Regions from separate parts of the Sus scrofa genome. Here region 2 is linked to region 1. The links are chromatin contacts, called in public Hi-C maps. All regions are on one chromosome and are shown on one strand. Each heading gives the region's core, a stretch centred on a gene start, on an enhancer-like site or on the middle of the called end of the contact. The rest is flanking DNA. Distances are from core to core; before and after follow the strand shown. Region 1 holds the start of CHD4 (chromodomain-helicase-DNA-binding protein 4). Region 2 holds the start of P3H3 (prolyl 3-hydroxylase 3).

Region 1 (5,616 bases), core at 1,554-4,053:
GATGATGTGAGGTTCATCCCACTCACTTCTGGTCAGGAAGGGCCTCTCCTAGGAGTCCCTTCCGGTTTCTTTTCAACCTGTTCTACCACCACAGGTCTTGGACTTTTGTGAAAAAGGCACAAGAGAGCATAGGAAGATGTTATCCTATGGGGTCTGGGGGGAGGGGGGTGGGCAGCAAGGAAGAGGTGCCAGGACATTGATTTCCACCCAGGTCCTAGTTCTCTGGGGCTCGAGAAGAGGGAAAAGTGAGAAGCTACAGGCTCAGGTTCTCTGAGGGCCAAAGGATTTTCAGATTGTGCTCGCTCACTTTCTTGGGCTGGGTCCCCCGGCGTGGCTGCAGGCAGGATAGCTGCAGTTGGGGAAGGGGATGGTATAAGTTGGAAGGCTACCTTGTGACATAATAACTGACAAAGACATTCTGGAATGTTGACTTTTACACAGGAAGGGAAGATGGTTAATATTATATAATGATGCAGGGGTTGGGTGGAGAATGGGGCTTCAACAAGATGAGGATGAGGGCAGTTGGAAGTCCTATGAGACTTCAGGATATAAAATGAGAAAGGGTGTAAATGAGAAACATGGGGCATTGAGGGTAAGCAGAATTTGGTGTTCAAGCATGAGGATAATACTGGCATGTTGATGAGCCTCTCAGGAAGGAAGCACATGATGATACATAGCGTTTCAGTATTAGAAACACTGGATGGATGAATATTGCTTCGAAACAAAATCCGGTAGTATGTAGTGAACAGATAGATTATTTCTCTCTTTTTTTTTAATGGTCATGCTCAGAGTATGTGGAAGTTCCTGGGCCAGGGATTGAATATGAGCTGCAGCATCAACCTACTCGGGCTCCTTTAACCCACTGAATTGGGTAGGGAATGGAACCCAGGCCTCCACAGCAACCTGCACCTCTGCAGTTGGATTCTTAGCCCACTGTGCCACAGTTGGAACTCCAGATAGGAGATTATTTTGACTGTCCATCTATATGGTAAATCCTTTTGAAATAATTTCCCAGCCTCTAGGAGGACCACCAGGAACCTCTACTGGGATCTGATTTCTCCTGAGACCAGTTGGGATTTGTTTTATTCTCTGTAACAGGAAATTGGGAAGTGGAACTCAGTTTTCCATTGACAGCAGTCATTCTGTCTCCTCTTGTAGTTGGTTGTTTATGCTCCTTGAAGGGAAGGGGCACCTGTGGTCCTGCACTCTCCATGGTGCCTGGCTCTGTGCTTTGCTAGGTACTCTGTCAACATCTGTTGAGTGAACATGAGTAGCAGTGTTTAGGGAAACAGGAGGTCTTAGCTCTTCAGGTGTATATAGCATGATCCTCTGTTCACACTGTAGTGGGATGTCCATCCATAGGCGTGGCCTAGGATGAGAATGGACCACTTGACCTGAGGAGGTGGTGTGGGAAGGGGACTGCTGGAATGTTGAGAAATAGTCTTTAGGTGGGCATTTGTAATTATTATGGGATGCTCTGAGGTGAACTGAACTTTATGTGAATGGCTCATCTGACCAGCTTGGTATTTGGTGGGTCTTACTCAAAATTTAACTGGAGGTAAGTGTTGCTAAGTGTCTGGAGAACATCTGGATTTTGGTGGGATTGGGTGGGGCTCAGTCCAGTTCCTGCATGTCTGAAAATGATGGATGAGGAAAGCTAGAGTCTGTCCTAGACATCAAGAGACTTTGTGCCAGGATACTGCTTTGGGCCATTAAGGGCTGAAGGTGTGTACAAGTTGGGGCGGGGACAGGGCAATGTGGATAGCCTGCTTCACCCTTGCTGGTGTGGGAGTTAGGGTTTTAGACTGACAGCCTCTGGAGATGGGGGAGGGATGAGTATAAATATTATGGGATGCCTGACTGGAAAGGTATAGGGGTGGTAGAGATGAGCATTATGGGACCTGACTCTGGGTTGTGTTGGGAGTATTATTGTATGTTTGCTTGACCACAGGTTCTTTGTCATTATTATGGGATGTCAGGGTGTGGGTGGGGGAGTAAAATTATGGGATATCTTTCCAGTGCTAGAGGAAAGGAGTTTGGATGTCCATCTGTGAGGTGACTGTAGGGCTGTTGATCATTATGGATATCTCTGATAGAGGAGGAGTGGTTATTATGGGCTGTGGAGTGGGAATGAACGTCTGAAGCCTTGGGGTCGAGTTTTGAGGTTCTAGCCCACAGGGGCTGAGGGCAGCTCCCCAGGGGGTTGGTTATTATGGGATGTCAGTACAGAAAGTGGGAGACTGATTACTACGGGATGTGTGTGGGAAGTGGGAAGAGGCCGAAGTGTCCGTTGTTGGGGGGGGGTGAGTTTCTGACTATTATGGGATATCAAACTGGGGGTGGATGAAGAGTGGTTATTATGGGATGTCTGTGGGGGATGGGGATGAGTATTATGGGATGTGAGCATGAAGAGCGGGTAGGGGTGCTTATTATGGGATGGCCATGGGGAGGGAGAGGTGACGAATTATTATGGGATGTTAGCATTAGGGCCAAGAGTGAAGAAGTTGGCAAAGGATGGCTATTATGGGATGTCTAGGGGAGGGGTAAAGTGTTAGTTGCAAAAGGTCTGCAATATCATGAGATGTCAACATCCCTGGCATATATGTATATGTGTATGGAGTGCGTGCGCGTGGGGGGGTGATGGTTGTGGTGGTGGTGGTGGTACGGTGGTGGTGGTGGTGGTGGTGTCCGTGTGTATTATGGGATGGCCAGGAGGTGGGTGGTTGCCCGGGTGACACGCGCGCGCGCGCTCGAAGGGGGCGTGGCCAGTGGTTGCTGAGCGACGAGGGGGCGGGGGTTGCCCGGGAGACCTAGGGAGGAGGGTGGCGGTAGTGGAGGGGGGGTTGGAGTTGGTTGAGGTTATTATGGGCTGTCCGTGGGGGGGCGGGGCCTGTGCGGTGGGATTTCCCGGCCGGTGTTTCGGGCCCTTTAAGAGGCGACGCTGGAGCCGGAGCCATTTTCCCCCCTTCGGCCGCGGCGAGGAGGAGCCGGAGCGGGAGTGACACCCGGCCGGACCCTGCGCGACCTGCGGCGGCTCCGGGGTGAGGAGAGCGCGGGGTTCCCAGACAGAAGCCCCTCTCATCCCGACCGGCCCCGAGGGTCATCCCTCCACCCAGCCTCTCTTCGGGCGTCCCCGGACCCGCAGACCGCCCCCTGCCCGGGAAGCCGACCCTGCCTCTCCTTCCCCTGCAGGGCGCCCAGCCCCCGCCCTCGCCCTGCCCGACTCTAGCTCTCCGCGACTCCCACCTCGGGCTTTGCCTCCCACAATGCCCGGCGCCCCCCTCGCCCTTTGCTCACTTGCCCCCCGGGACACGTGGCCCGGCCCCCCGCCTGGTGGGAGCCCCGGCCCCCCACGCCCCTGCCTCCAGCCCCCCGGAGCGCCGAGCCTCCACGCCCCCTCGTCCCCGCGGCTTCTCCGGAGAACCCGAGTTGTCCCAGAGGACAGCCTTTGGAGAGCTGCCCTGTCTGGGGACTGGCCCCTCCCCAGGCGCAGGGAGTCGCCCCCCCACCCCCAAGTGACCTTGTGTCCCCAAGCGCCTCGCCGCCGGCCGCCTCCCCCGATCCTCCCCCCACCCCCCCCGCGCCGCGGCCACTCGGACCCCCTCCCCCGACACGCCCGGCTCAGTTCAGCGGCTTCTCCCCTCCCTACGCCGGCACCGGCTTGCCCTCGGGGGCGCCGCTTCCTCCGGTCTGGGGGGCTCCAGCCCGGGAGCCGGCTTCCGGGCTGCCCCTGGGAGTGTGGAACTAAGTTCAGCCTGAGTGGTTCGGGTGCCCTGCTCGGGTGGCTGAGGGGTGGGGGGGCCGGGGGTGGGCGGAAAGCGCGGCGGGGTGGGGGAGGGGGCCGTGCGCGTCACTGACTGTTCTCTTTCTCTCCCCCCTCCCCCGCACAGTGACTCGGGCCAGTGTCGAGGGCCCCAGGCCGCAGGCAGGAGCAGCTGGGCCAATTCCCTGGCCGGGAGCGGAAGGGGATGGCGTCGGGCCTGGGCTCCCCGTCCCCCTGCTCAGCGGGCAGTGAGGAGGAGGATATGGATGCACTTTTGAACAACAGCCTGCCCCCACCCCACCCAGGTAACATCTTCCCCAAGGGCCCCGGGCAGGAAGGAGCCATCTGGGCCCTCCCTAGTGGCTCCGTGAGGCAGGGTTGAGTTTCTGGGCTTGCTCTGTGCAGTGAGAGGTGGAGGGCATCCGAAGGGAGTGGTTCTCTTCTGCGGAGCTCTTGTGCGAGGGGGTTGGAAGCCATGTGCCTCCCGGGCTGCGCGGACCGAGATGCAAGCTTGCTGCACTGCCTTCGGGAATTGCTCTGCAGTTCCCGGTTGAGGGAGCTCTCTGGGCTGGCAGGCTTTGTGGGTCCTTGGAGGAATGCAGGTGGCTGGGACCCCTGGAGGCTGTGCAGTGGGGAAGGGGCTGGGTTGAGGATCGCTTTTGGAGGAGACCAGCCGGGCATCTCTGCCGGTAGGATCCTGTGATTGCTGCTGTGGAAAAGAAAGAGGGAGTGCTGGTTACTCTCTGATTATTTTTAGCTTCTGATCAGTTACCGGCTTTCTGTGCTGTTTCAACTGTGTGAAGTTTGAATTGCGCTCCGAAGCTGGAATCTAGAGTGCTCTTAGCCAGGCAGATTGCTGGAATGTTTTGAGTGGGGCTAGGAGTGGGATGTAGTAGCCTGCAGGGTATACTCCAAGGGACAGAAAGAAGAGAGATGACACTCTGGGCACCTCTCTTCCTCGGGCAAGTGGACTTAATCCTGGCTTTTTTCTCTAGACGGTTCTGCCCTGTGCAGGTAGCCTGGGGTTTGGACTGGTGGTGTGAGGTGTTTGTGTAGGTGTGTTGGGGGTTGTGTTGTCTGTGTTTTGGGGTGGGTCCTTGCACTGGCCAAACCCGAATGGTTATGCATCCTGCCTGGTTGGAATGGCTCTTGTTTGTCCTCAAGTGATGATTGGTGTTATGTGTCTAAGTGAATGTCTCTCTTCTCTGTCTGTCTTCAGATCCCTTAGCTAAGTCACCTCCTTGTTTCCTTGACCTTTTTTTCGTAGCTTTGTTTTTTTCTACGTGCTGTTTCTTCATCTTTTCTGTTTGTGGTTTTATTTTAATTCTGGAGCTTGCTAGTCCTGTATTTGTTTCCCATCAAATGTTTTTCACTTTTGCCTTCTCTCTCCATAGTTCCAACTGCAAGTTGAGGTGGTCTGGGAGAGATGTTTCTACTTTGGCACTTTCTAAGTTGGAAGTCTTCGCTTCAATCCGAGGCCATTTAGGAGAGGGTCAGTCTTGTCATTGAGTCTTCAGCTGTGGGGATGAGAAACTTAGGCTTGAGTCTCATCACTGTGTAGGGCGAGGTGGCAGATTTCTGTGCTGTGGCCCAAGGTGGGGTGGAGAATGGCGGTAGTGGTGAGGTGGTTCCATCCTGGCTTTGAGGGGCATGAGGAGTAGCCGGGCCGTCCAGCCAGCGTTGGTTCCACATCTTGGTTTCCCATTGGCCCCTTGGTCTGGGGCTGCCCCTGTGTTGATTGGGAGCTGTGCAGGCTCCCACGGTGAACTCTGCCCCAAGCTGTAGCGTGACCCAGTTTTTCCACTTGCCACACCTCATTCCTGCCCCTTTCCCAAATCTTCCCCTGTATCTCA
Region 2 (6,360 bases), core at 840-3,339, 190 kb before region 1:
TCGAGCCACGATGGGAACTCTGACTATACCCAGATTTCTTGATGCCCAGTGCACAGGGCTCCAGTCCAGTGAGGCCTGTGTACCCAGCCAAGGGCTGGGAGCGGGACACGGGTCATGCTGAGGGTCTTACCCAATATGAGGGCGTCTCCAGGTCTCGGAAGCTCTGGGGCCGAACCCCAGGCATCCGTCGGTACTTAGCCATGTCCTCCTGCATCTGCAGGTGTGTGGGGTTTGCTACAAAGAAGGTGTGCGCTGCGGCCACGGCCAGGTCCAGCTTCTTGAGCTGAGAATCGAGAAGGATGAGGGAGTCAGCCCTGAGGTGGGGGGGTCAAACTCTGCCCCCTTCCCAGCCTGCCCACCCCAGATGCCCCTGGCACTGCCCAAGAGCCTTCAGAACAGCCCACCTCCCAATCTCCAGACCCCCAGTATGTTGGGACAATCAGGAGTCTGGTAGCTAAGAAGAAGGGGTCTGAAGAATGGAATGGGTGGGATATGGGCAGAGGGATCTGGGTTTGAAGTCTGGGAGATAAGGTGGAAGTAATGGCTGAGTGACATGGGGACATGGGGCTGACCTGAGCGACCAGCAAAAGCCGCAGGTCTCTAGGACCCTGGGCTGAGGTGTGGGTGACCAGCGCCCCCCTTCCCCGGCCACGTAGGCATTAGTAGGCAATAGCTACCGTACCAGTAGCTGCGCAGTGTCCACTGCCCCCGCCCCCAGGACACCGGGCCCCTCAGCCCTGCCTCCCTCTTCTTACTTTGCCGAAGCTCTCTCCTGCCCAGAAGTGGAGGTTCACACTCACCCCCCACCCCCGCCCTCATGCTCTCCAGTCCCTAGCCCCTCCGCCTCGTTCCCAGGAAGGGGCGGCTGTCACCCCACGAAGGTCCCAGTAAGACTTCCTAGAACTCCAGGCCCCTCCGTCTTCTACTTCCACCCCGAGGCAGGACGCCCATTCCAACTTTGCTCCCACTCTCCCGAGGCTGTCCCTCTGCCACCTCGATGGGTGCTTGCCGCGGTTTGATATGAACGACTCCAAGGGAGAGGTCCCATCAGCACGGCCCCACCCGAGTCCGGGCGCTGGCACGCCGCCCCTCCCGGGAGCGGGAGGAGGACAGCAGCTGGGCGGGGGATCCCTGGGGCCGCGCACCTGGTAGTAGGCCCTCTGCAGGTAGTTGTAGGGTTCCCGGCGGCGGAAGGCGTCCCGGAGCGTGCTCCCCACGCGGAGCCGCGCCGCGCCCCCCGGGCCCAGCCTCCGCGCGGCGCACTGGGTCAGGCACTCGGCGCGCCGGAGCGCGGCACGGAGTAGCAGCGGCTCCCAGGCGCCCCGCGCCGCTCCGGGCCCCGGGGCAGCGGCGAGCAGGGCGGGGAGCGCGGCCCCCGGCTCGGCGGCGCAGCGCTCCTGGCAGTCCCGCCGCGCGCGGCCCAGCGCCACCCGGCTCCGCAGCGCCTCCCGCAGCAGAGCCACAGCCGGCGCCCAGGCCCCGGCCGCGTAAGCGCGCAGCCCGTCGGCGTAGAGCAAGTCGGGGGCCTGAGGGGGCGCCCCCGGGGACAGCGGGGCCAAGCCGGGGGGTTCGGGGGACCCCGGGGGAGGCAGCAGCAGCAGGAGCAGCAACAACCAGAGGAGCCGGAGCATCGTGTCAGAGCCGCCGGCCGGCTGCCCGAGGGAACTGCGGGAGCCGAGAGGGAGAGGGAGGAAAGGGGGAAGGGAGAGGGAGGGGAAAGGAAGGAGAGATGGAGAGGAGGGAGGAGAGGAAGAGGGGAGGAAAGAGCGGCACCGACCGGCGCTGATGGAGCCGAGACAACCCTGGGAGAGGCCGGTCTGGGAGACAGGAGTCAGAGAACGCCTGGCAGAACGTGGTGAAGCGGGCTTTAGGATAAGCGAGGTGGCAGGGACGAGAAACAGACCGTGGAGCGAGCGGAGCCGATGGCTGGCACTGGAGCAGGCCTAAGGCACCCTGAGGAGCCTCTTAGGACTCCGGACTCCAACTCCAGAGGCCCTTGGGGCGGGAGTACCTACTGCAGCAATGTTCCCCTCCAGCCTAGAGTCCAGGAAAGGGAGCGTGCCTGCCTCCCACACACCCAGCCACCCACGCAGGCTTTTGGAAAAAGAGCTTTAGAATGCAGCAGGGGGGAGGATAAACTCCAGGCCTGTGACACCAAGTCTGCCCAAACCCTTTCCTGCCCAGAAAGTGGGCACACACAGATTTGGGAAAAGGAGGCAAGCTGAAGCATGGGAGGTAGAGATGTCCTGTAAAACCACCCCTACGATCTCAACAAATATCCTTCACACCCAAAACCAGCAAGCTCAAGAGTCTCCCCATACCCCCCACCCCAGCAGGAGATGCCCTCCTAAGCCTGTCTCTGTGTTGTCCGCGTGTCTCTCTTCCTCTGTGTATATTTCTGCGCCTCTGTCCACTGTCTCTGCTCTGTTTTGTCCTCTCTGAGCCATTCCACTCCCCAAGCCTCTGACCATCCCCTTTGCCACCACAGCACACTGGACACAGAGGTTTTCATGGTAACACTTCAGACTTTAATACATTTTGCTAGGGATGACGGAAGGTGAGCTGGGCATCCGGTGACGGGATGACAGCAGGAGTTCCAGGGCCCCCGATCCAGCCCATCTCCTTAGAGTCTGGAGGCAGCCGCCTTAGGCTCAGGTATAGAACGAGGTGTTACCCACCCAGCCCCACCTCCTCTCAGTCCAGCAGGCCCACTTGGGCTCAAAGGGTCAGCTGGGGGAAGATGGGGTTACCTGGGCCCCAGGATCCTCCCCAAGCTCGTGCGCCCCCCTCACCTCCTGTCAGGGAGCAGCGTCGCCCTGCACTTAGGCCCAAAGGAAGTCCAATGGCTCTGCTCTCAGGGGACCCAAGGGAGAGTCGGCGGGGTGAGATGCCCAGGGGCCTGGGCCGGCGAGGAGAGGGCCCCGGCGAGGCAGTCGGAGAAGGCAGAGGCGTCTCGTCAATGAAGGTGGTGATCTCCTCTCGGAAGAAGCCTGGACCCCATGGAGGTCCCCCACCTGACCCCAGAACCCCACCCTCCAGGAATTGGCGGAGGCTGGCCAGCCCCCCACCTTCAGCCTCTTCCTCATCCTCCTCATCCTCCAGCCTTTGTCTCTGTCCCAGGTACTCAGGAGGGCCCCCTAGGGCCCGGCTCTGGGCTGGGAGGACCCGGATGTCATCAGAGGATGACCACTTGTGCAGGAAGGAGCCTGGTGCCCGAGGAGTAGCGAAGATGTTGGTCTCATCATGGGACAGACGGCGGGCCAGAGGGACCTGGGGAGAGGAGGAAGTAGACCCAGAGGTGCTGCAGGGACAAAGGGGGCAGAGGCAGAAACTGAAACGGGGACTCTCTGCAAGTGGCTCCACCCCTACACTTTCGCAAAAAAACGCCTCTGATGGGCGAGCCGGCTTCTGGCAGGTCTGTGCCCTGCAGGCCCGGACTAGGGAGGGATGAGAGACTGCAGAAAAGGAGGGAGGGGATACCCACAGTCGGAGGTGTATGGCCTCGTCCCATACCTGTAAGTAATGGACCCTCTCAAGAGGGGGAAAAAGCATGTGCCTTCCAGGCAGCAGCTTCACTTGGGCGGGGTCCCTGCCCCCTGGTCCTGTGGCCCCGTTGGCATCAAAGCGAACTTTGCACACTCGGCCGTCTGCATAGTCATCACAGCCCCCATCTAGGAGATAAAAGGGGCAGAGTGGTTACAAGCAGGGAATACCCACCCCCCAACCCCCTCATAAAGCTTCCACTCCCTTATAAGTTCCCTGGAGAATCCTCCTGTTCCCATTAGTCTGTAAATTCTAAGAGGAAAGCAAGAGTCGCTAAGGGTCTGTTGCTTCATTGCGGAGCCCCTAGTGATTCATACATACCCACACACTTAATTGAAACAGTTGCCACACCCCCCCCCACCAAGAGCTGTCACCGTATGGTGGGGGTGGGGGGGTGGCGGGGTGGGAGGGGTGTGGATGCCCAGGGGAGAGATCCCTCCGTGCAGAAGGATGCAGGGCTTGTGCATCAGGGAGAGGACTGGGGAGAGGAAAGCAGGGAGTCGGCCCAGGGGTAGCGCAGGCTCTGTCCAGCAGGGGGCACTCCAGGGCAGCCCGTCCCCACAGAAGGGCTGGTAGAAAAGGGCAGGAAAAGGGAGCCGATGCCCAGGAAAGCCAAAGCCCAGGCCCTCCTCTGACCGTCGTCGCCATCCTCCTCGGACATGATAGCCACGCACTGCTCCCACACTGTGCGCACGTCGGCGCGGTAGCGCTCGCAGGACCAGATAAAGGACGGCAGCAGCAGCGTCTGTGCCATGGAACACCACAGCACAGCCAGCACCATCCACGGGGGCGCCGAGTCCGACTTCAGGGAGAAGAAGCTCACCACCTGGCGGGACGATGGCGGAATGGCACTGGTCAGGGCCCAGAGCCGCGGGGGCCCATCGGACCCCAGATAGGACATCCTAGTGCAGCTGAGGGGGCAAGAAGTCAGGAGGGAATCACATAGGGTCACCGACAGAGGCAAAGGTCGAGATGAAGATGAACTGAGGGGGAGGGACTGACTCAGAGGAAGATCCGAAGAGAGTACTGGAAAGAAAGCCCTGTGGTCCAGAGGGAGAAGAGCAGAGGTGGTAGAGCCGACTTGAAGACAGGCTGAAATTCAGGAAAAGGGACGAGATGGGCATGCAAAAAGCTGGGGTGGTGGGGTGAGCCCTCTGGGTTGCCACCCAGGAGTGCTCAAGACCCCGTGGTATCCAGAGGGAATTCCGGAGTGGAGCTTGGCAGCTGGATGACAGGTGGGGGGTGTGCTCAATAGTGGAGGAGGAAGCTGGACAGGGAGTGGGATGGAAGGGCGGATGATGGGGGGTGTGGACTGGTCACTGGAGAGCAGGCTGCGCTGCTGGGGGTAATGGGAACTAGAAGGTGGGTGATGGAGGCAGGGGCTTACAAATGCAGTGGGCTGGGTAGAGGAGAGGCAGCTGGATGGTGGAGCTGCGTGTGAGGCTGATGGAGCTGGAGGCTGGGCGATCATGCTGGGGCCTGGATATTGGAGAGAGCAGGAGGGGGGGGAGGACCCCAGTCTCACCAAGATGGGCACCCCTGTGAGTGAGTCATAGAGAAAGACGATGGCGCTGACCAGGTTGGTGACCTGCAGGGATGTCTTGGCTGACTCGGAGCCATCCAGCGAGGACCGCCGCTTCCCTCGGGCATCTTCCACCACGATGGCCGGCACTTCAAAGGCTGGCCGGGTACCCAAACCCCCTGACCCACCCCCCTTGGCCCCACCCCCCACCCCTGCTCTCCGGGCCTGCCGAGCTCTCCGGGGCCGGGCCCACAGCGTCTGGTAGAAGGTGATGGCTACACAGACCAGCCCCATGACAATGCCCCCAAGGAGCAGGAGGCTGAAGCAGACGCCAAAGCCGAGGCCAATCTTGGAGACTATGAACTGGCAGCCGCGGGCGTAGTAGCGCTCCCCGTTGTTGTGCCAGCCAATGGAGGGCAGTGTGGAGAGGATGAAGCTGACCATCCAGATGCCCATGACGGCGTGCAGCGCCTGCTTCTTGGCGTTGCTGAGGCGGTAGTTGACGGGCCAGCGCACCATCCACATGCGGTGGTAGGAGAGGGAGGCAACAGTGAAGCAGGTGGCCAGGGCCAGGGTGTAGTAGGTGGACACGAAGACCTTGCAGATACTCTCGTTCCAGTCATAGTCTGAGGAGGCCTGGCGCCGGAGCTGCACCACGGCGAAGGTGGTGAGGGGCACGGCTGCCATGAGGATATGCGTGCCCGCCAGGAAGCAGAGCAGCAGCTCCAGCGGCTTGTGCTTCTGCTGCTTGGCCGAGATGCTGAGGATGATCCAGGCATTGGCCAGCAGTGCCAGGAGCCCACAGGCCAGCCAGGACAACGCGTTTGAGCGGAGGGAGGCCTCCTCTGCCCCCACCCCGCCCCGCGCCATCCTTCCTTGGTCCCCCACCCCCACCCCCCTTGGACTCCTGGGGGTGGGGGCTGGGTCTCACCCAGGAGCCCCACTCACACACGCCCCCATGATGCCCACAGTCCTTGCTCTGGAGTGGGGCAGGCTGCCGTGAGGCCCACCCTGAGGGTCAGCATTGCATGACTGACCCAGCGAAGGTCAGGTATGGGGCGCAGGGGAGGAGACTGAGGGTCAGCAGAGGTGCGCCCCAGCCTCCATGTTGGGTGGGGCCCTTCCAGAAGTATCCCTGTAGTTGATGGGGGAGGTGAGCTGACTGCTTTCCCAACTAGGAGGCAGGCTGCAGAGCCCTGGTCCCCATGCCAGGACTTCCAGCTCTCTTCTTCCTTTGGTTCTTGACCACTCAGGGGTCTTCTGGATGCCCCAAGGGGTTGTGGGGGTGGGGCTCA

Evidence for each region. Hi-C and Micro-C count contacts between places; a contact is called where the count stands out from the background.
Region 2: a Hi-C map of omental adipose tissue shows a contact between it and region 1, with 2.5 times the contacts expected there. The contact joins the promoter of P3H3 here to the promoter of CHD4 in region 1. A contact is called at or near these places in 1 of 5 promoter capture datasets (liver), 10 of 47 Hi-C or Micro-C datasets (embryonic fibroblasts, epiblast stem cells, fetal skeletal muscle and 6 more) and 2 of 2 datasets of contacts at active chromatin or transcription factors (alveolar macrophages and skeletal muscle).

What each region holds. Positions count from the first base shown.
Region 1 is chr5:64,068,824-64,074,439 of Sscrofa11.1, forward strand. CHD4 (chromodomain-helicase-DNA-binding protein 4) reads left to right here and starts at 2,804. Exons shown (of 40, transcript XM_021092425.1): 1 at 2,804-3,041; 2 at 3,891-4,068. The coding sequence starts at 3,969.
Region 2 is chr5:63,883,205-63,889,564 of Sscrofa11.1, forward strand. P3H3 (prolyl 3-hydroxylase 3) reads right to left here and starts at 2,090. Exons shown (of 14, transcript XM_005652597.3): 1 at 1,146-2,090; 2 at 131-283. The coding sequence starts at 1,631. GPR162 (probable G-protein coupled receptor 162) reads right to left here. Exons shown (of 5, transcript XM_013987412.2): 2 at 4,931-6,360; 3 at 4,180-4,369; 4 at 3,514-3,671; 5 at 2,506-3,270. The coding sequence starts at 5,935. The coding sequence ends at 2,719.